2 separate regions of the Triticum aestivum genome follow, and region 2 is linked to region 1. The links are chromatin contacts, called in public Hi-C maps. All regions are on one chromosome and are shown on one strand. Each heading gives the region's core, a stretch centred on a gene start, on an enhancer-like site or on the middle of the called end of the contact. The rest is flanking DNA. Distances are from core to core; before and after follow the strand shown. Region 1 holds the start of LOC123189124 (putative protein TPRXL). Region 2 holds the start of LOC123189129.

Region 1 (4,625 bases), core at 1,068-3,567:
CAATGTCGTTGAATGAAATATGGTTGAATGAAATATGGTTGAGTATGTGACGCAAATGGGAATTTTATTTTATTCCACTAAGTTTAGGGGATCGGCTAGAAATGGTCAAAACTAAGTGGAGTAAATTTACTCCGCCGTTTTACTCCTCTATTTATAAGGGATCGGTTAGAGTTGCTCTAAATGAGCTCGATAGTTCAAACCTTTAGAACATGCCAATTCTTGATAGTTTGATGGAATGTAGATGAATCCCCTCCGCTATATGTGATCTAAATGAACTACGTGTGTTTATTTTTACGCTGCGTGTGTTTATTTTACATTGCATGTTTATTTATATCGTTGCGTGTGTTCGTTTTACATTCCATGAGAGTGTATGAATTTAAGGATTTGCTATGAGGAAGACGGTTGTAGACTTGGACATTTGAGATTTGAGGGGCGACTCACTTTTGACGGGTACGGTTGTAGATGCTTTAACAGGTCACCCGTAGTATAGTGTGGTCGCAGCATCATGAAAACTGAATCAAGGCACACAAGAACAAGGAGTACTACATAACTGATGAACAAATTGCCAAATTTCTCCTTTTCAATTCAATGCCCATGTCCCGTCTCCAACACAGCACACGAATGAATTCAACATAAAACATCTCTATTTCCACCACACCACAGGAGAAAATCTCGAATTGGAACAGAATTACAAAATGAAAGGCGAGCTAGAGCTTAATCTGCGGCCCATATCCCATCCTTCCCCCTAGGAGCAGTTTCTCAGGACTCGAATGGACATATACCAGAACCAAGAACAGCAGTAATTTTCATACTAGTAGAAGCAGTAGTAGTATAGTTCGAGAAGAAGAGCGATGATTTGATAACCGGCCATTGATCGCGGAGTGCGCAGCTGCAACAATCCAAAGACGAGGCTAACTCGTCGCCACCGCCGATCCACCTGCCGTCGCGGATGCCGACATGATGGTTTTGCTGGACGTGGAGCTCGTCGGCCTCAGCGCCCTCATGGGGCTCGCCAGCGCCCACGCCCAGCCCCGGTGGCTCCGCGTGCCAGAAACCCTCGTGTTGCCGCCGGCGCTGGCGCTGCTCCCGCCACTGGGCGCGGAGAGCCAGTAGGAGGATGAGGCCGGGGGCGCGGCGCCGATGCCGCCGAAGAACCCGGCGCACTTGATCCTGTGCTGCTGCGTGTACTCGTAATCCTCGTCGCCGTCGCCGGCGTCGCGGGCGCCGCCAAGGTGGCCGAGCGCGCTTCCCTTGGGCTTGGGCTCGCGGTGGGACTCGACGCGCCGGAGCGCGCAGTCGCCGAAGCCGGTGGAGAGGCGCTCCAAGAAGTCCCCCGAGAAGCTGCGGCTGCCGCAGCCCACGGAGCGCGACCGCGCCACCTTTCTCCCGAACGACGAGGACGACGACCCCTCGCTGCGGCGGCCCGGGCTCTCAGGCTCCTCTATCGCCTCCAGCCTCCGCCCCAGCGACGCCGACGTCGCCGAAGCCACCGACACCGACTTCCTCCTCGCGGACGCGGTGCCCTCCCCACTGGCCAGAGACGACGACCCGCTCCGGTGGCCGCTGGAGGAGGAGGAGGGGTAGAGGAAAGACCAGAAGCTCTTCTTGCGGGGGCCGTCAGAGGTGATCCCGGACGACAGCTGCGGCTCTTCCGGCCGCGGCGCCACGGACTTGCTCCTCCTGAGCCCGCTGGCCACCGGGGCGGGCGCCGAGGAAGATGTCTTGCCCTTGTGCGGCGGGATCGCCATGGCAGAGGCGGTGGAAGGATAAAGATTTTCGGTGGCGAGCCTGTTGGGCGGAGGGGTGGTCGGCGTGACGGAGGAAGGCGGCGGGTGGAAGGGGCTGGACTTGGAGGAGGAGACCAGCATGCCAAGCTTCTCCTGCAGGCAGAAGGCGCAGATGCCACTGCCGGCAGCCACCCCCGCGGCCGCCGCGGCGCCGGGCGGGTAGGGGTGCTCGCTGCAGTAGGCCACTTCTTGATCCACCGCAACCGCCGCCGCCGGGGCCGCCACCGTCTCCGCCGCTTTCTCCTCCATGCCCGCCCTCCTCACCTCCTGTGCTACGATCTTGGTAATGCTGTGCCGGATCTTGTCTCAGTTGCTCTCCTGATGCCGATCTGCCGCGGCGGCCGGGCCGAAGGTGGAGGCGCGCGGACGGGAGCGGGGAGCTTGGGGGACGGAGAGGGGCACGAGCGCGCAGGCGGATGCGGATGCGGTGGCAGAGGAGAGCATGGATGGGAGTGGCAGGGGGCGGCGTGGGGGTGCGCCTTATTTTAGCGCCACTCCCGCCTGCGTCTTTTTGTCCGGTTCGCGCGGCCCTAGCCGTGACAAGGCTCGGTCATCGCACCGCACGTAGAAGAAGGAAAAAAAACAAGGGCTCGGTCAGGGCGGGCACGTGGGGGTGGGCAACCCTCTGCGACCGCGCGCGTGGCTCCACTCCACTTGATGCGCGCTCTGCCTCTCTCCACTGGTAACAACGGGTCTTAAGCAGAGTGTCAAGTAAAAACAACTCGGAATTACTGGTGCCGTGCCACTGGGACGAGACGAGACCATGCGTGATTGCACGTGCGATGTAGCAGTACATCTATCCTGCGATAGGTTGATGAAAATTACTACTGGATAATCGTGGTGCGCAGTGGGAAAAGGGTTTACGTTACGCTTCCCGCCAAAACATATTACACGGCACGCGATGCCGAATCAGGAGCCGCGCCTCTGTTCCATTGACATTGTTCATTCATCGGTGTCGTCGTCGGTCGATGCCCTTGCCTGTTTTAACCGGCAGTGATTGCTACACGTACGATGGTCATGGTTCTTGTCCGACGTGTGTCCGTTCCATGATTCCGTTTTCTAGCGCGACAGACGGGGCCGGACGTGTTTCCCCTGTTCCAAGAGAATGTACAGCCAGCTACAGAGCTACTCCACCATCACCATGGTAGATCCAGCACAAACTCAGCAGCGTCCCATGCCTGCTGTTTGCGAGCAGTGATCAGAGCACGACGGACGGCACATGACATGAGGCCTGTACACTGTAGTAGTTTTGTTCTTAACTCTCTCCACATCACAGCTGGAGCTGGTGATGGTATATAACACGCAACAGCCGGCCATGTTGCTGCTGTGAGTGAGGAGTGGACCGATGAACCATGTGCCAGCATGAGCATCCGAGGTCACTTTCACTGGCTTCATTTAGAAATCTCGAGCTCAAGAGTATACTACTTGATCTCCGTAACAGACGGCAATACGTTGTGACAGAGGGGCGGCTTCCTCTGATCAAGCAGATGATCTGGAATGGAAACGTCTAGTCTACTATCCTTGGTCAAACATACGCGCCTGAAGAATCTCCAGCTCGGGGGAGGGCTTTATCTCTCGGTAGCACCAGGGTGGCAGATCGATCCCATGATTTTGGTACTAGCCTACTAGAGCGCTCGTTAACATGTTCGTTCAGCCTTGCGTGGATGGGCATGGACGACGATGTGCTGCTGGAGGCCGCGAGTAATTTGCGGTCGGCATGCCTTCCCGCAACCGCAAATCCATGCCATGGGCACGACGCGCGCACATGGCTCCGCACGGCGTCCATCCATGCTCCGCCCGTTCGCATCAAATGCACCTGTACCTTGCACACATCGCCTGCATTTTATTTTTATACCGAGGATGAGGAAGGGTGCTACGCGCGGATCTGATTGAAGCGGCCCATGGCTCCATGCACATCGGGGGAGGCACCCGTCTGATGGACTTGTCGTTACCGCCGGGGGGGCACCTCCACTACCTGCTGCCGCGGCGGCACCGCACCGGCGTACTAGTACGTGCGTGCGGTGGTGCCGGCACTCATCATGCCCGCTGGGCTTGGGCTTGCACTTGCACGCGTGCGGTGGTGCCGTGCGTCCACTCTTCCCGGTGCCGGTGCGGTCAGCTCCTGCAAACATTTTGGTGGATCTTGGCAGGGATCGTGCATGCACGGCTCCGCTCCAGGTGACAACAGCGTAAAAGTAAGCAGCAGGAGTGCAGGATGGCCGGTGGCAATTTGAATTCAATTCAATTCAATCCAGTGGTCTGCTCTGACATATGGATAACCATCAATCATAACCTTGATAACCCGCCTGCTTTCGTTTGAGCACGGCCAATGGTTGTGTTGTAAACGGCATCTACAGCTGACTAGGCAAATTTAGCCCCTCAAATGTCACGGACGCGTCCTATTAGTGTTTGGGCGATTCAGATTCGCTGACTCGCCGTGGCAAAGGTAGCGAAGCTACTGTACCGCTACCTTTGCCCGGTCTCGTTCGTCGGATTGAAAAGTGGCGGATCAGATCGGATGCTAGTGTGACCAACAGTGATTTGTGTGAACAGTTGTTTATGTGAACAGTAATCAGAACAGTGATTTGGCTAATCTCAGCCTTCGATTCTTGATCCTACGGCAAAGTCAGCGGGGACTTGCTGTGGCTAAGTCAGCGAATCCGCATCCGTGTTTGGGTGTGTTTGTTTTTAAGCCTCTGTGTTGTTCATGCATGCAGCCATACGTCCACTTTTCTCCCTGTATATCTGGTCATATGCATCTTACCGATGAGATGGAGAGAGAAAGAAAAAAAGAATTTAAAAAATGTAGCATAGTGAGCGGACACGCCCAGTCATCAC
Region 2 (4,625 bases), core at 450-2,949, 300 kb after region 1:
GGTCAATCTCCTCTACTTGCATCCACAATCAGATAGTACAAAATTCAATAATTACACATCATGCTTCCTGTAGTCTATATAACAATCTTAATTGCCCGGGCACGGTCCCGGGAACTGTCCTAATCACGCATCCGATATTTCCTACTGTCTGAATCTGGCGTGGCCGAGCCGAGTGGATCATGACGTTTCCGCCTAAACAACGAGATACTGTCAGGCACCAGCACGCTACGGTCTTATCCTCTGAAGCTCTGCGTGCCAAACCAATTCGAGAAATGGACCGAGGGTGGGCAGTCCAGTGATCATCATGGATGATGACGTGTGCTAGCTCGCTACATGGTCGGCCAGAACGGCATGTAGCGCAGCCAAGCCGGCGGTTCGCCTGCCGACGTAGGCGCCTCCCCGGCGTTCCTGACACCGCTTGCTCCGGCAGAGGAGCAGGAGGACGAGGAGGTCTGGACGGCGGCCGAGGAGGACCTGGGGCACAGGAAGAAGCTCCGGGACCCTAGCTCCATCACCTTCTCCCTCGGGTCCAAACCTGACCAATGAGTCCACAACATTTACATGATCAGTGAATGATCCTTCACTTACTGAATGATGCAGATGATGCTCACTAACTGTCGCCTAAAGATTAATGGTTGTTGCGACCGACTTGACACTCTCAGTGGGCCCATGCATCGCTTGCTGAATATGTTCAGGGGTTTTGTGAGGAAACAAATGATCTGATTCATCTCGCCGGCTATTCTCAAATAGAGTTCGTGCCGGCATATCGCCAGCTTGGCTAATACTAGTATTTTGTGTAATTGTGTTGACTTTCCACTTTGATAGTTGTGCGGTGCAATTCTGGAATGAAAAACAGATGGTACCGTGGGCTTCAGATGCAACAGACTTACTTTCCAAGCTGAACTGGGAGTAGTGTAGGCCGAAGGTCGACGGGTCGGTCGCCGGCAGCAAGGGCCGCCTGCCCTCCTTCACGTAAATCCCCACGGCGGCGGCCACAAGGTCCGCCACGCTCCAGTCCGCCGACGCCATGACGTGCAGCGGCCACAGGCTCCTCTGCACGGTCACGTTCACCAGCACCTTGCCCGGCGTCCTCCGGACCGCCAGCTCGGCCAGCGGCTCGCCGCCGTCCGCGGCGCGGAAGCTCCTGCCCCTCACGCCGGCGAGCAGGTCCGGCTGCGTCTTGGGCCTCTGCTTTGGCAGCTGGTGCCGCTGCTCCGCCCCGCGCCCGTGGAACGACGACCACCGCTGCCCCGGGCCTCGCAGCAGCTGCCCTCCTGCCTCCTGTCTTTGCCGGTCGCCGGAGCAGCTCTTCTCGAAGGAAGGCGCGTGAGGAGGCATCGCCCGTGCTGGCGGTGACCCGCAGGCGCTGCCGCAGAAACAGCTCCAGACACCCGGGCGATCAGACGGCGCGCGCAAGGATCACGGCTGCCGGCGGCAAGGTGCACGGGAGCCGGACGGCGAGGTTGTCCATGCAGAGCAGAGCATGCAGTATGCAGGTGCAGCTGGTCCTATGGCCATATAAGAGCCAGCCGAGACGAAGGCGAAGCAGGGCACAATTAAAGCAAGGAGAACCGAATTTTCAAAGGTGAGAAGCACGATCAAAGCCAGAAGCAACTGGGAAGTGACTTGTACCGGAGAGAAGGTGAGATGAGAACGGCACGGCAGACATATACACATGGAATCATTGTAACTATTGGTGATTGGCTTGTCAATTATTGGAGCACGATTGCCTCTCCTCCACAAATTAAGTACTATGTTTATATTTATTTATTAAGGTCGCCACTAAGGGCAAAATACTCTTACATAACTCAAAATAAATTTGGTGATTACAAAGTCATGCCCATTTGATATCTATTGCATTGAATTTGCGCGAAACAAAACCCTTGAACTTGCAAGATTCAAGCTTACAACGAGGAGCATATGGATAGAGGACTTCACTTGGACTTGGAGTAGGCGGAGGGTCAAGTGGTGGGGTTGAACACATGCGCAAGGATCAAGTATGAATGGTGATACTTTTTTTTGCTAAGTCCTAGAGATCAAACTCCAAAATCACGCAAAACATCGCAACCATTTTCCACTATCTATAACTCCATTTCTACTATTCGGAGCCACCTAGCCAAATCCATTTGGATCCTCTGATCCATTCCAGAGATAGTCGTTGCGATACTATATCAAGGTGGGAAGTAGGATATGGTGAGGAAGAAAGAGAAAAAAGGGCCACAATGCTATCGTTGTAGGAACTGGGGACACATAAGGAAGAACTGTCGAACATGGAGGAATATCGAGGGAACCAAATTGTGCCAGTGTCCTCTACGAGAAGTTATTCAGATGGCTGCCTTCTTACCCTATCAAGTGGGTTACGTGAGGAAGCATGAATAATAGATATAGGGAACTCTTATCACGTGACATCTAGCAGAGAGTAGACCGCCTGCTACAAATGTAGTAACTTTTACTGATCTATCAAGGTGGCGATGTGCCTCCGTGCACTATGACATTGGAGATGTCAAGACCCAGACTTAAGATGGAATTGAACATGTGATGTTAGAGACATGTCAAGGGTTCAGAGAGATCTGAATTCACTTGGTAAACTTCATGGCAATGGTTAGGTCTACAAAGTGGACAATCACAAGAAGACTAGGAGAGTTAAGAAGAGTAAAAAGAAGCTTGTGACGAAGGGAAAGAGAACCAAAAACAACTTGCACAAAGTGTGAATAAACATTGTTGAAGATGTATCCGAGGAGAAGCCAGATGTGGATTTATGTTCAATCAAGGTGACCAAAACGAAGGGGCTAAATCTGGCGGCACTCATGACAGTGAGCAACAAGGGAAGATCCAAATTCAAGCGTTGAAGATGATAACAACAAGATGATGAGGGCATATTCGTTAAGGTGAAGTTTGGTGGATCATTGTCGAATATGTATATAGGGCTATAGTTGGACTTATTATGTGTAGGGGTTGAACACATGTAAAGCAAACTTATGCATCACATGGTAGATATTTTTTGTGCGGGAAGTAGTTAAACTATATTAACGAAACTAGTAGGTTAGACACAATATCACGAAGGGGTGCTTTGGACGCCCGAGGAAGGGATGACTGGACCGACCATGTTGCGATTTTCGGAAATGTGCCTCATGGGTTCGGTGTGATTTGTTGTGGATTATACTTCGTTGACTTAGTATATGAGAATGATCTTTTTTTAGAATTGGAATGATCTTTATGCTTCCAAGATGTAGGCATAAATTTACCTGTCTACTTTTCTTAATGTTCTAAGGAAAAGCATGTAAATTATAACACTTTGCAATGATTGAAATACTTGTTCACAAACATATGTTTTCTTCTCCCTCTATTGAATTCATACTCTAGCCACATAGTCGGGACTGGTGGAGAGAGACGGACAATATTTTTTTTCAAACTGATGGAGAGAAATGGACAATATATTTTAACACTCCTTCTCATGTCTGGGCTTATTTAGTCCTTAGACGTGGTATCAATGTAGCCTACAAAATCTTTTTTTAATACTGCGTTGGTAGAGTCTTGAACTTAAAACCTCTTAGCTCGAATACCATATTAAATTCATGTTCCAGCCTGTTGCTCCAAAAGTCCAAACTAATGGAGAGAGACGTGCAATATATTTCAACACCCTCCAGACTTCATCGCGAGCCCGTGGATTTGCCTTCCCTCTACGTGCTGGTCCAGCGGCCCGTGGCGAGGAGGAGAATCCCGGTGTCTCCGCTCGGTTAGTAGTTTAGGTTAGTTTTTTTAGTCCTCGCAGGTGCAGCGCTGGGGCGGATGGCGATGCTTCTTCTTTGAGTTTGTCTTCCAGGCACCGATCATCCTCAACTTCGTCCGTCTGGACGTAGTCGACGGAGCTTCGACATAGATTCCTACCACCTCCTTGTGGTGGTGAGATTAGGGTTTCTCGTCATGTGGCGAGGTTTGGTGTCAGGTGCTTCAGATCTATGCAAGGGTTTAACGACGATGACTGCAGGCTCCAGAGTGCTGATACTTAAGGGCACGTGTGCGAAGAGTTCCAGACTGTCATCGACAATGTCAAGACGGCCCAGTAGTGGAGCGGCGACATCGGCGCGTAGGCGACTAATTCTGGCGGCAATAGTGGACGTTTGGTGGTTTCGAAATCTTGATGTGATTTTTATTATGTTTGAAATGCTTTGTACTTCTGTCGAACTTTTATAATAGATATTCTCGTAAAAAAACTTGAATAATAGATATGATCCTTTTAAAAAGGTAGTTCCCGCAAAAACAAAGGCTCACCCGCAAAAAAAAAGACTAGCGTGCTTTCAAGGAAAAGAAAAGGCGTACGCCGAAGAATCGACCTTCCGAATATCCATTGCTTCTGCCAGCAATTGTGAATCAGTTTCAAACTCTGCTCGAATAATCCCCAAGTCAGCTGCAAATGAAACAGCATTTGACAGCGCCACTACTTCCGCTGCAAAGGCATCTTGGATGAGTTCCTGTCTTCCTGCCCGTGCACCCACCACTTCGCCGTCGCTGGTTCTTGCCATCGCACCCCAGCCTGCATGGAGCTCCCCTGGGACGAAGGCGCCATCAACATTGAACTTAACCATGTCTTGAGCAGGAGGCCTCCATTTATCAGTGCACTGTGG

What was found. Hi-C and Micro-C count contacts between places; a contact is called where the count stands out from the background.
Region 2: a Hi-C map of leaf shows a contact between it and region 1, with 5 times the contacts expected there. The contact joins the promoter of LOC123189129 here to the promoter of LOC123189124 in region 1. A contact is called at or near these places in 2 of 5 Hi-C or Micro-C datasets (both in leaf).

Annotation. Positions count from the first base shown.
Region 1 is chr2A:506,027,872-506,032,496 of IWGSC CS RefSeq v2.1, forward strand. LOC123189124 (putative protein TPRXL) reads right to left here and starts at 2,318. Exons shown (of 1, transcript XM_044601462.1): 1 at 552-2,318. The coding sequence starts at 2,036. The coding sequence ends at 912.
Region 2 is chr2A:506,332,086-506,336,710 of IWGSC CS RefSeq v2.1, forward strand. LOC123189129 reads right to left here and starts at 1,700. Exons shown (of 2, transcript XM_044601467.1): 1 at 891-1,700; 2 at 1-535. The coding sequence starts at 1,338. The coding sequence ends at 330.